Regions from separate parts of the Cyprinus carpio genome. Here region 1 is linked to region 2. Evidence: chromatin contacts called from public Hi-C data. All regions are on one chromosome and are shown on one strand. Each heading gives the region's core, a stretch centred on a gene start, on an enhancer-like site or on the middle of the called end of the contact. The rest is flanking DNA. Distances are from core to core; before and after follow the strand shown.

Region 1 (4,636 bases), core at 2,013-4,512, 41 kb before region 2:
TTTGTGTCACGTGAGACTGTTCAGAGCCACAGACACAGCCCTGCTGAGATATCTACTCCATACAAGCTCATCTGTAGTTCCATTCTGGCCCACATTCATATCTTCTTTATCATTTTTAGACACATGATTTTTTTAGAATGGTTGCAAGACATTCGGTCATTCAGCTTAAGAAAGTTTCCAACAAAGCTGTTAGCTGTTTTGTTTTATTATCAATGATATAGAATAAGTTTTATTAATATTTTGGCTATTTACTTTTAATTTTTATGTTTTCCATTTTAATTTTGAAATGTAGTTACAGTAATTTTATTGTTATTTGTTTTTGTTGTATTTTTAAATTTTTTTCTGATTTCAGTTTTAGTCATTTAAGTTTTAAACTAGCTGAAATAAAAAAGGTAAAATGTTTTAAATTTTATAACAGTTAACATTTAAGTAACTTTTTTATTTTTAATGGTTTTAGTTTTAGTTTAATTTTAGTTTTAGTTAAAGAAATAGATCACCCAAATATGAGCATTTGCAGAAAATGTACTGTTTCTTCATGAGAGTAGATTTGGGAAATTTTAGCATTACATTATTTGCCTGCCAATGGATGCTTTGCAGTGAATGGGTGCCGTCAGAATGATCACAAGAATCCACAAGTAATCCACACGACTCCAGTCCATCAGTTGACATCTTGTGACATTAAAAGCTGCATGTTTGTAATAAATCTACCATAAAGACACTTTTAACTTCTGGACAAAATATGAGACCTCTATCCATAAAATTCGTTTTTCTAGTGAAAAAGTCATCTTGTCTGAATCATGAAAGAAATATGCACAGATCAGGTTGGCCTACTATTTATAAGCGCAAGTAATCCAAAACAATTTAAAACAAATATGTCTGTGCCCATAGGGGATGGACTTTTCCACCGGAGGAATCATTATGGATTAGTATTTTGGCCAGAAGTGATGGTTTAAGTTAAAATGCCTTAATTATCAATTTGTTTCATACAAACAGCTTTTCACTTCACAAGATAACTTGTGGATGATTGTGATGTTTTTATCCACGGTTTTTATTCTGACGGCACCCATTCACTGTAATGCAAGTGATGTAATGCTAAATTTTCCGTAAATCTATTTGGATGAAGAAACAAACTCATCTACATCTTGGATAGCCTGAAAGTGAGTGCATTGTCAGCTAATTTTAAATTTTAATTAACTCTATAGCCTTTTGTGTGCTTGTTCTGATATTTCTTTAGATCACATTTAAGTGCATCGTTCAGTTTGCAGGCTAGGGATAATTCACTCAAAAGGGATAAATCTATAATTTATTCACCCTTATGTTGTCATACTGTCAAAGTCTATGGGGTCCAGTGTTTGGATATAGGCTGATTGTGAAAAAAGTATGACAGAATTTATCCCCGTTCTGTTGCCCCAGAGTGTTCAGCGCTCCTATGATCACTGTTGTCTAAAATGAACACAAACACTGTTGTCAAGTCGCCTGCTGCTGTGGATGAAACCTCCCTGGTGGCCCACTGGTACATGGCGATTTAAAGTTAATCCTTAGAGTATTTAAGCCATTAGAAACACAAACAGTTGGAAACAGATGACCTATGCTTGAGTGGCTAGATCCTCGCTGACCCTCACGCTTCTCTGCGATCACAATCAGTCCATGTCCTTTAATTGGGCATCAGCTCATTGCTAGGAAACTAAGCCATCATAACAAAGACACTGACAGCGAGAGAAACGGAGGCTGCTCAAAATAGCCACCATGAACCTATAGAGATAAATGACTTGGTGCGGAAAAGTTTCAGTGATTGTCGTAAGACAAAGCAAAGAAGAAACCAAGCAGTTTATTTGGACTGCTATGCGAAATATGCATGCTGTATGTGAACGGAATAATATTAATAGTCACATGAAGCCATTACGAACATTTGTCATGTGTCATGTAGTATTGTCATAATACAACATGTTTATGTCTTAGCTAGAGTGATGTGTATGGAAGTGCGGCACACGTCTGAGCTTATATCAACATGCTGTGCAGAGGATTTAATTACATCTGATGTCTGTTTATGCAACTCTGATACTGCTCATCAGCTGATCAGTTATTATTAGTTTCTGTTATGTACTAGCTACTTACTGTAACATGATCGTGGGGTCACGACCACACTGAGGGGGACATGTTCTACCCAATATTCAGATTAGCGGATGACAGATCACATACCAATTCTTAAAATTATTTTAGTCCACTTCATCCTAAATATACAGTTTTATTCTTGAATGTGCTTCAGGCTAATGGAATGCAGCAGGATTGAATCATTCTGAGTGCACAATGACAGTTTTAAGCTTGAATAATTACATGAATGTCATTAAGGATTCTGACTAATCAATCTCATGGGAACTGCAGAGAAATAATTCCATCTGTTCAGTTTATTCACTTTTAAATGGGGAGGTTTGATACTTTGGATTTGAATTAAGCAGCCGTTTCTTGAATTCACTGCTTCATGATTTCAAAGATCTGGGGTTCCCTGCACTGAGTTTAACTTATTGACTCTGTAATGATGTTGCAACAGACAAACCCAAAGTAATGTGGCAAGAAGTTTCAACATTTATTCCTTAAAACTGAAGTCTTTTATAGAATTTTTATTTCTGCGTTTATTTTAGCTAATAGTAATTCTGATATTTTCAGCTCACTAGAAATTATTCATTATATTCTAGTACATTTTCTATTCAGTTATTCACTAGTACTTATTAATCTGTTCTAGTTATTGCTAATCTTAGTAATAAATTGCTAAATTTTTATCTGTGCATATCAACATTTGAGGGTGAACTGAAATGGTCTGGGTTTATTTATTTATTTATTTATTTTTGGAATTATATTTATTTATGATCCTCATGGAATTTAATGATACAAGTTTGCAATTTGTTACCCAGTTACAGATGCTTGTATCAAAAAAGTATTATTATTATTATTGTAAATAAATATAAACTGAAGAGATATAGTCACTTCGGCAACCAGTCCAGGTATCCAGTGAACCTCGTGAAAGTGAAAGATACTTGTCATTTTTATAATTACTAGTTATTAAAAACAATTGTGAATTATAGAATAATAAAGTTTTAAATAATAAATGTTTCAACAGCTTGCCATAATAGACATCTGTAATCTTTCTGAGACGTGAGGGACTGCATTTCTGGCATTGTAGCTTGACTGTTTGTGGTCCCTCACAGACTAATTACTAAGGTGTTTTTCCACGGGGAGGAGCAACCAGATTAGCACAGCAGCGTAGCGTACTAGACACTTGTGCTTGGAAATCGAAGCCACAGCGTGCGCTCCGTGGACGCGCTCGAACGTCATGCCTTGATATCCGAATTATTAACCTACAGTTGATTGCTGCGTAATATTTATACAGAACGTTAACTTGCGCTCGCATTTATTTTACAGTCGCTTTGATTTTTAAATATATGGGTATATAGGCTTATCTGCATTGCGCTCTTGGAGAAGTTCGTTCTTGAACTCTTGTTATGGGGCACGACAATGTAATGTAATGCACTACATTATGCGCTGCAGTTCTAATGTTAACTACACAGATATCTACTACAATGTCACAAGCTGAGGTTGACATGGCAGGTCTTGGCTTCCCGAGTTTGCCTGCTGGTTTTGACGCGGACTCGTTCTTCCCAGCGCGCATGCCGCCCAGACGGAGGAGACACTCGGCGAACTCCAGGAGAAATGCCTACAGGTTTAACAAACTCCACAGCATGGACGTTGAGCCCCAGGAGAGCATCGCACCTCTGACAAAAACTCTTTCGTGGTCAGCCGACAACATTTTATCGGAAGGTGCCAACGATGAGAAAAAGACAGACGCTCCTCTTCCAATGTCACCTGTCTCCAGCTCTCCACCTGAGACGCAAGACTCGGACCCGCGGCCAGCTGATACCTGGGCCACCGAGGAGCCCAGCGCGCAGGAGGCTGATGCCAGCTCGGACTCGGATGAAGAAAGCACCCAGAAGAAAGCTGTTTTATCAAGAGCCCCGTTTGAGCGCAAACGCGAGCAGGAGGAAAAAGACGAAGTTGAGACTAAAGCTGTGGCGACTTCCCCTGATGGAAGGTTTCTGAAATTCAACATTGAGATCGGAAGGGGGTCCTTTAAGACAGTCTACAAAGGCTTGGATACGGAGACCACCGTGGAGGTTGCTTGGTGTGAACTACAGGTAAGAACTTGTACAGTTCACTTACTTTAATGGGGGTCAACTTTTCGGTCAGTAAATGTCTGAATGCAGTTGTAACCTAAATTGCCGTATGGCGCCCCTAGCGACGTCAGGTAACTGTGAAATGGTTCAAACAGTAATTCTTTTATTAGCAGTAACTGTATGTATCAGTTCATAGATGTGCATTGTGGCATTTATCAGGTCACCAGGTCAGCAAGTGTTTTAGGAAGGGTTCTGTATATCTTATGATGATGAGGAGGTGGTGATGAGAAAGCGTGTGATCAATCTAAGTTATGGTAGCATTTAGATTGGCTTTGTGTTGTACAATGACTGCGACCAGCTGATATCTAAACTCACCCTATGATGAATGGACGAATAATGTATCTGTTATCTTTGCACTGTTAGCAATCAGATGCATCTGCATCTGTTCTTTAATGCAAATAAGAGTAACA
Region 2 (5,177 bases), core at 747-3,246:
GTGGGCATGAGATGCTTAAAATGATGAACACTAATGACTGTAGGATGTATTATCCAACCAACACTAACAATTAAAAGCTTGACCCAAAAGCGACAGTAAAAGCATTTATAATGTTACAAAAATATTAAGCAGCACAACTGTTTATAACATTGATTATAATAATAAGAAACACTACTTAAGTAGCAAATCAGTATATTAGAATGATTTCTGAAGTATCGTGACACTAAAGACTGGAGTAATGATGCTAAAAATGTATCTTTGCCATCACAGGAACAAATTGCAACTTAAAATATATGAATATAGAAAACAGTCATTTTAAATTGTAATAATATTTCACAATATTACTGTTTTTACTGTATTTCTGATCAAACAAATGCAAGTTTGGTGAGCGTAAGTGAATGGTAGTGCATGTAACTACGGAAATGCAAGATTTCAGACTCCTTTTGACTGATACTACAAAAATTATAACAGACAGGCAGCCCCTAAAATGCCCTTACCGTTTTATATGATAAAATAAAATGTTATTTTGTCACAATTTACATTGCTAATTGTTTTCCTATGCCTCCCACAGAGCATTGCTGTGTCCCAAACCACAGAGAGGGCCCAGCCATCAACAGCCAATCTTTTTATACTAACATGTCCACATTAAAACATATAAAAAAAACAAATTACATACACAGTGTTGACTGCTCCCTATACACTAAACATGGGACACCTGTCTAAAAATGTTCACTTTAAATGCCCTGCAATGTCATCAGCCTGGTCTTAACCTATGAACGCAAATTCAGTCCTATACAAGACTGCCATTAAAATAAAACCTCCCCCACTGTATGTGTGGATTTGGCTTTTGTTTTGACGTCAAGAAAATGTGGACCTGATCCCAGCTTTGAGAGCTGTAATCTTACTCACCAACTGACCAACATCATGCCACGTTTACCCACAGTGCCCATAGTGCTCCAGTGGAGAGCAGTGCTTTTTCTGTGTGACTCATATATAGACACACACATACACAGCACATAGCCTAGTGGTAAGTGCATTAATGGTAATGATTTAGCTCAGGGGAGCAATTTACCTTGAAGGCCATTTCTGTAGAAAGCCAGATGAAGGCAAAGCAAAGGTAGCATATGGTCAAATGGGTACACAAGGACGCTGTTGCTTCTTACTCAATTAGCTCAACCTGATTTAGAAGATTTGTGGTAAATTACTTGGCCTTTATGTGCTAGTGGTAAATTGATCAAAGAAACTTTCTGTGAAGTCCAGTTCTGTGAAATTCAGGAAGTCGGAATGTCACCATGTGTTTTATATCCTTCCTCTCGGAACAGCTATGCTTCTGATGTCACCTCTGGTTTGAGTGATGGAAACGAGGGTCTTTCGGAGAGAGGCGGGAAAGGTCAGAACAAACGCACAGGAACCAAGCTACTCAGGAAGAGGGCTCGCTCACGGCTACGCATCACTGGGGTGACTCATCTGTCTATTAGAGTCGGAAAGCATGTCTAAACTCAAAAAATGGATAACTGCTTTAAAAATGAATTGCCTTTTTGTGATATACTCGCAGATAAATGCTCACGAAACATTCCCTACCTGTGTCTTTCTTCATGCAGCTGTCAGATAAAGTGGATCGGGTTGTAGAGTGTCAACTACAGACCCATAACAGCAAGATGGTGACATTTAAATTCGATTTGGATGGAGACAACCCAGAAGACATTGCTGCAGTGATGGTAAGCAAGCAACACGCTCAAAAAAAATAATAAAAAATAAAAAAAAAAAAAATTATATATCCTTCCTCTATATCTGTTCCGAGAGGATATATATAAACACATGGTGATATAATTTCACAGAACTGGATTCACAGATTTTCTATCAATAGATACAATTTCTACATAGTGTCTTTTTTATTGGAAAATGTAAAACAATCACTTACAATCGCTCCTAGTCTCCACGCACTCCTCTAATAATCTGTAAACTGAAAGTTATGAAGGTCAAAGAGGACACATGGACAGAGATAAGGCAGCACTCCTTGTGAGAATGGCATTATACCGTGAGAAGTGTTGATGGTTCAGCTTCTGTGTTTGCACAAACTCTGCAACCTCAAACCTACAGTGGAAAACCTATGCACAATTTCTCTCATATGTTCATCTAAAACGTTTTACACTATAACATCCAAAAACAACAGTAAAAAAACATCTCATATGTCCACATTGACACTTCACATATATTTTACACAATATTTTTAGCCTACAGAAGAAAGAACTGGTTTGTGCTCATCACATTCTCAATTAGTGCTAAAAATCACTGGAATGTGTAATTTTTGTATCCCTGGCTGCTATAGTGTTTTTCTGCGGTAATATGGATTTGTGTTTTTCAGTTGCACAATTGGCAGAATGTTTTTAAGATGCTATAGAAAGTTAAGTTCAGTATTAATATGAGGCACCAAAAAAATCTGAATCTGAGGTGAGTGTGTTTTTAGTAGAGATACTGAAAATAACTTTTGTTAGCTGCTTTCTTTGGCTTCTTTGTGTTAGCTGTGACTAAAAGTTGTTTTGATCATCCAGTGGCCTTGAGACTGGATTTAGGAGTCTTAAATATAGACAGTAGTGTTTCCCTTCGCTACATAATGAGTACATGTCTTTGTTCTCTGCATCAATATTGAATTCCAGTAGCTTTGAAGGAGACCTTTGAACTCATTAAGAAACTCTGCTCAAAAGAGCACGCAAGATGACTCAAAATTATATCAACCTAATTAACTTATCTGTCTCTTTGCACCCCTTTTAGGTACATAATGAGTTTATCCTACCTGGGGAGAGAGAGGGATTCATCCACCGCATGAGGGACATCATCCGTCGAGCGGAGGCCCTGATGAAGAGAGAGCCTTTGGAGCCACTGGGCCCCAGAGACACCGCTCGTCTGCCTTATCTGAGCGGAGTCGGCTCACTGTCTGCCTCACAGGTTTGTATCCACTGTTTTTATCATTTAAAAGAATTTTAGATTATTATATATTTATTATAATATTTACATGATATGTATATATATATATAGAGAGAGAGAGAGAGAGAGAATTATTATAAATACGTCTATATATCTACTCTATTTTAGCATTTTATAAAAATTTATTTAAAAACTATTTTCAATTTAATTGATCATATGAAGGCAAAAAGTATGAAATTGTCCAAATGGTGACAAAACGTTTGTGGCAAAAATGTTTTGAATATGTTTATATATTGCTTATATAAGAACTTTTATGTGTGTGTCTGGCGAGGGTTTGGAATTCAGTTGTTTACTTTGGGATTTTATATGTTGTGGTTCAGAAATCCAATCTTCTGATGTCATCAGATGTAAGAGACAATTAACGAACAAAGACACAGTGTGTTCCTTACAATGATTGAAATAAGAGTAGTTAGTCATCAATATTGAACAGTCATTAATTAGAAAGGCCTCTGCAACAGTGTGATTGTACACTTGTGCTTGTGTAACAATCTTCTTATCTTTTTTCACACGTGGTCCTTACTTGGTCTCTTTTCTAGATGGTGACGTTAATGCCAACGTGTGCTCTGTTTTTCTCCACAGCCCAATCTCCACACACAGGGCCTCGCTCGCACACACTCCCCCCCTCCTCCATGCAACAAAAAAAAAAAAAAACAAAAAAAAAAAACACATGCAGATTGCTGACCACATGCACTCATCATATACAAAATCATAATAAAGGCACTAAATAATGTATTAATTAAAATCTAAAAATGCAAAGAGCATATAAAAATTATAAAAGTGCACATCATGATATAACTTTATTGTTATATGTCCTTCAGATTATGCTGCTCCCAGTATAGGGCCAGTGACCCGGGGTTCCTCACCTACACTGAGCGCCGACTTTTATGTTGATCCCGATGCCGTTCCACCCGTCCGGCCCCTGCGGTCACAGTCCTTCCACACTACAGGTACAACAATAAATCACTTTCTCTTTCCTTGAATTTGTGCGCTGTGCATTTTACAATACATATTATTCCTAAGCAGCTCTACCCTAAATTAAACCACAATGAGAATTTTTATTGATAATGGCCATAAAGTCATAAAATGGTTACCAGTGGTACTTACTAAAAACTTGATGCTGAAATCTAATTTACATGAGGATGAGACTCAACATTTACATCCAAATGGTAATTAATCTACATGAAACTTAAAGCATAGCTATAAACTTGTTAGATCATGCAACTTGAATCAAGCCCAGCAGATGTCTTTTTTCTTCACAAAATAGGTCATTATTGCTCCATTGTTTCATGCTATTCAATAAAAGCTTGTATTCCAAAATACTGTTTTGATAAACAACTGTATAGTCTATTTTTTTTAGTGTTTCCTGCTTTTGCACAACCTCAGGTGTCTGAAAATACATTAGTCTGTCAATTGCTGTATTAAGTAATCAGATTTACGTATGTTTAGATTTGTAACATGAAGCAAAATTCAGATTATATCACCACTATCAGAACCAATCATCTTTGGTCTCTCCAGGTAATGAGCGCTATGTTCTGTCACACAGACAATCAGTACAGTCCGGACCTCTTGGGGACGTTCAGTGTACGATGGGTGTCATAATGAACATGCTCTCTGTCTCGCTCTTTAATCTTTCACTTGTGTCATTGTTACTCAGAGTACTTTTCCATGCCTATTTATCTCGATATCTCATGTATCCCACTCTTCAGTTGGCTTTCTGAACACCTATCCCCATGGAGACCAGGCTTTGACACCAGTGTCATTGTTGACGTATCTCAGGATTTGCTTTTGACACCCGCTGCTTCAAAATGAACAAGTAGATTTCATTACCTGAGAGAACAAAATACACATATTACACAGCCTGTGCAAAGTATAAAAGCTCTTTTTCAAGATTACCAGTTTTTCTTTTTTTGAAAGACACATATGGTGACAAATCATTGTGCTAATGTCTCTGCACAGGAAGAAGAGGACTGACACATGGGGTTTGATAAATGCTCCAATGTGGTTAGCTCCTCTGAAGTGAGGTCACATCCCAGTTCACATGTGTGGCTTTATTTTTATGCCACAATGATGTTTATGGAGCCTTTTCAGAAGTCAAGCATGGTATTGACAGGTCAAAATATGTCAAAGAGTCCTATTTTAATAAATTAATTCTTAGTTGAACATTGAAAATGATCACATAGACAGTGACAAAG

What was found. A called contact is a pair of places that touch in the nucleus more often than the background predicts.
Region 1: a Hi-C map of liver shows a contact between it and region 2, with 3 times the contacts expected there. The contact joins the promoter of LOC109105485 here to the enhancer-like site in region 2. A contact is called at or near these places in 5 of 8 Hi-C or Micro-C datasets (liver, red blood cells and skeletal muscle).

Annotation. Positions count from the first base shown.
Region 1 is chrB3:31,479,324-31,483,959 of ASM1834038v1, reverse strand. LOC109105485 (serine/threonine-protein kinase WNK4-like) reads left to right here and starts at 3,262. Exons shown (of 19, transcript XM_042720767.1): 1 at 3,262-4,187. The coding sequence starts at 3,549.
Region 2 is chrB3:31,436,995-31,442,171 of ASM1834038v1, reverse strand. LOC109105485 (serine/threonine-protein kinase WNK4-like) reads left to right here. Exons shown (of 19, transcript XM_042720767.1): 9 at 572-629; 10 at 1,307-1,458; 11 at 1,602-1,718; 12 at 2,773-2,946; 13 at 3,565-3,616; 14 at 3,804-3,932. Among protein-coding and RNA genes, the nearest start is that of LOC109105485, 41 kb to the left of the region's middle. Within about 2 kb of position 1,996, at least 1 of the 8 cell types and tissues checked has an H3K27ac peak or open chromatin away from gene starts, as enhancers often do.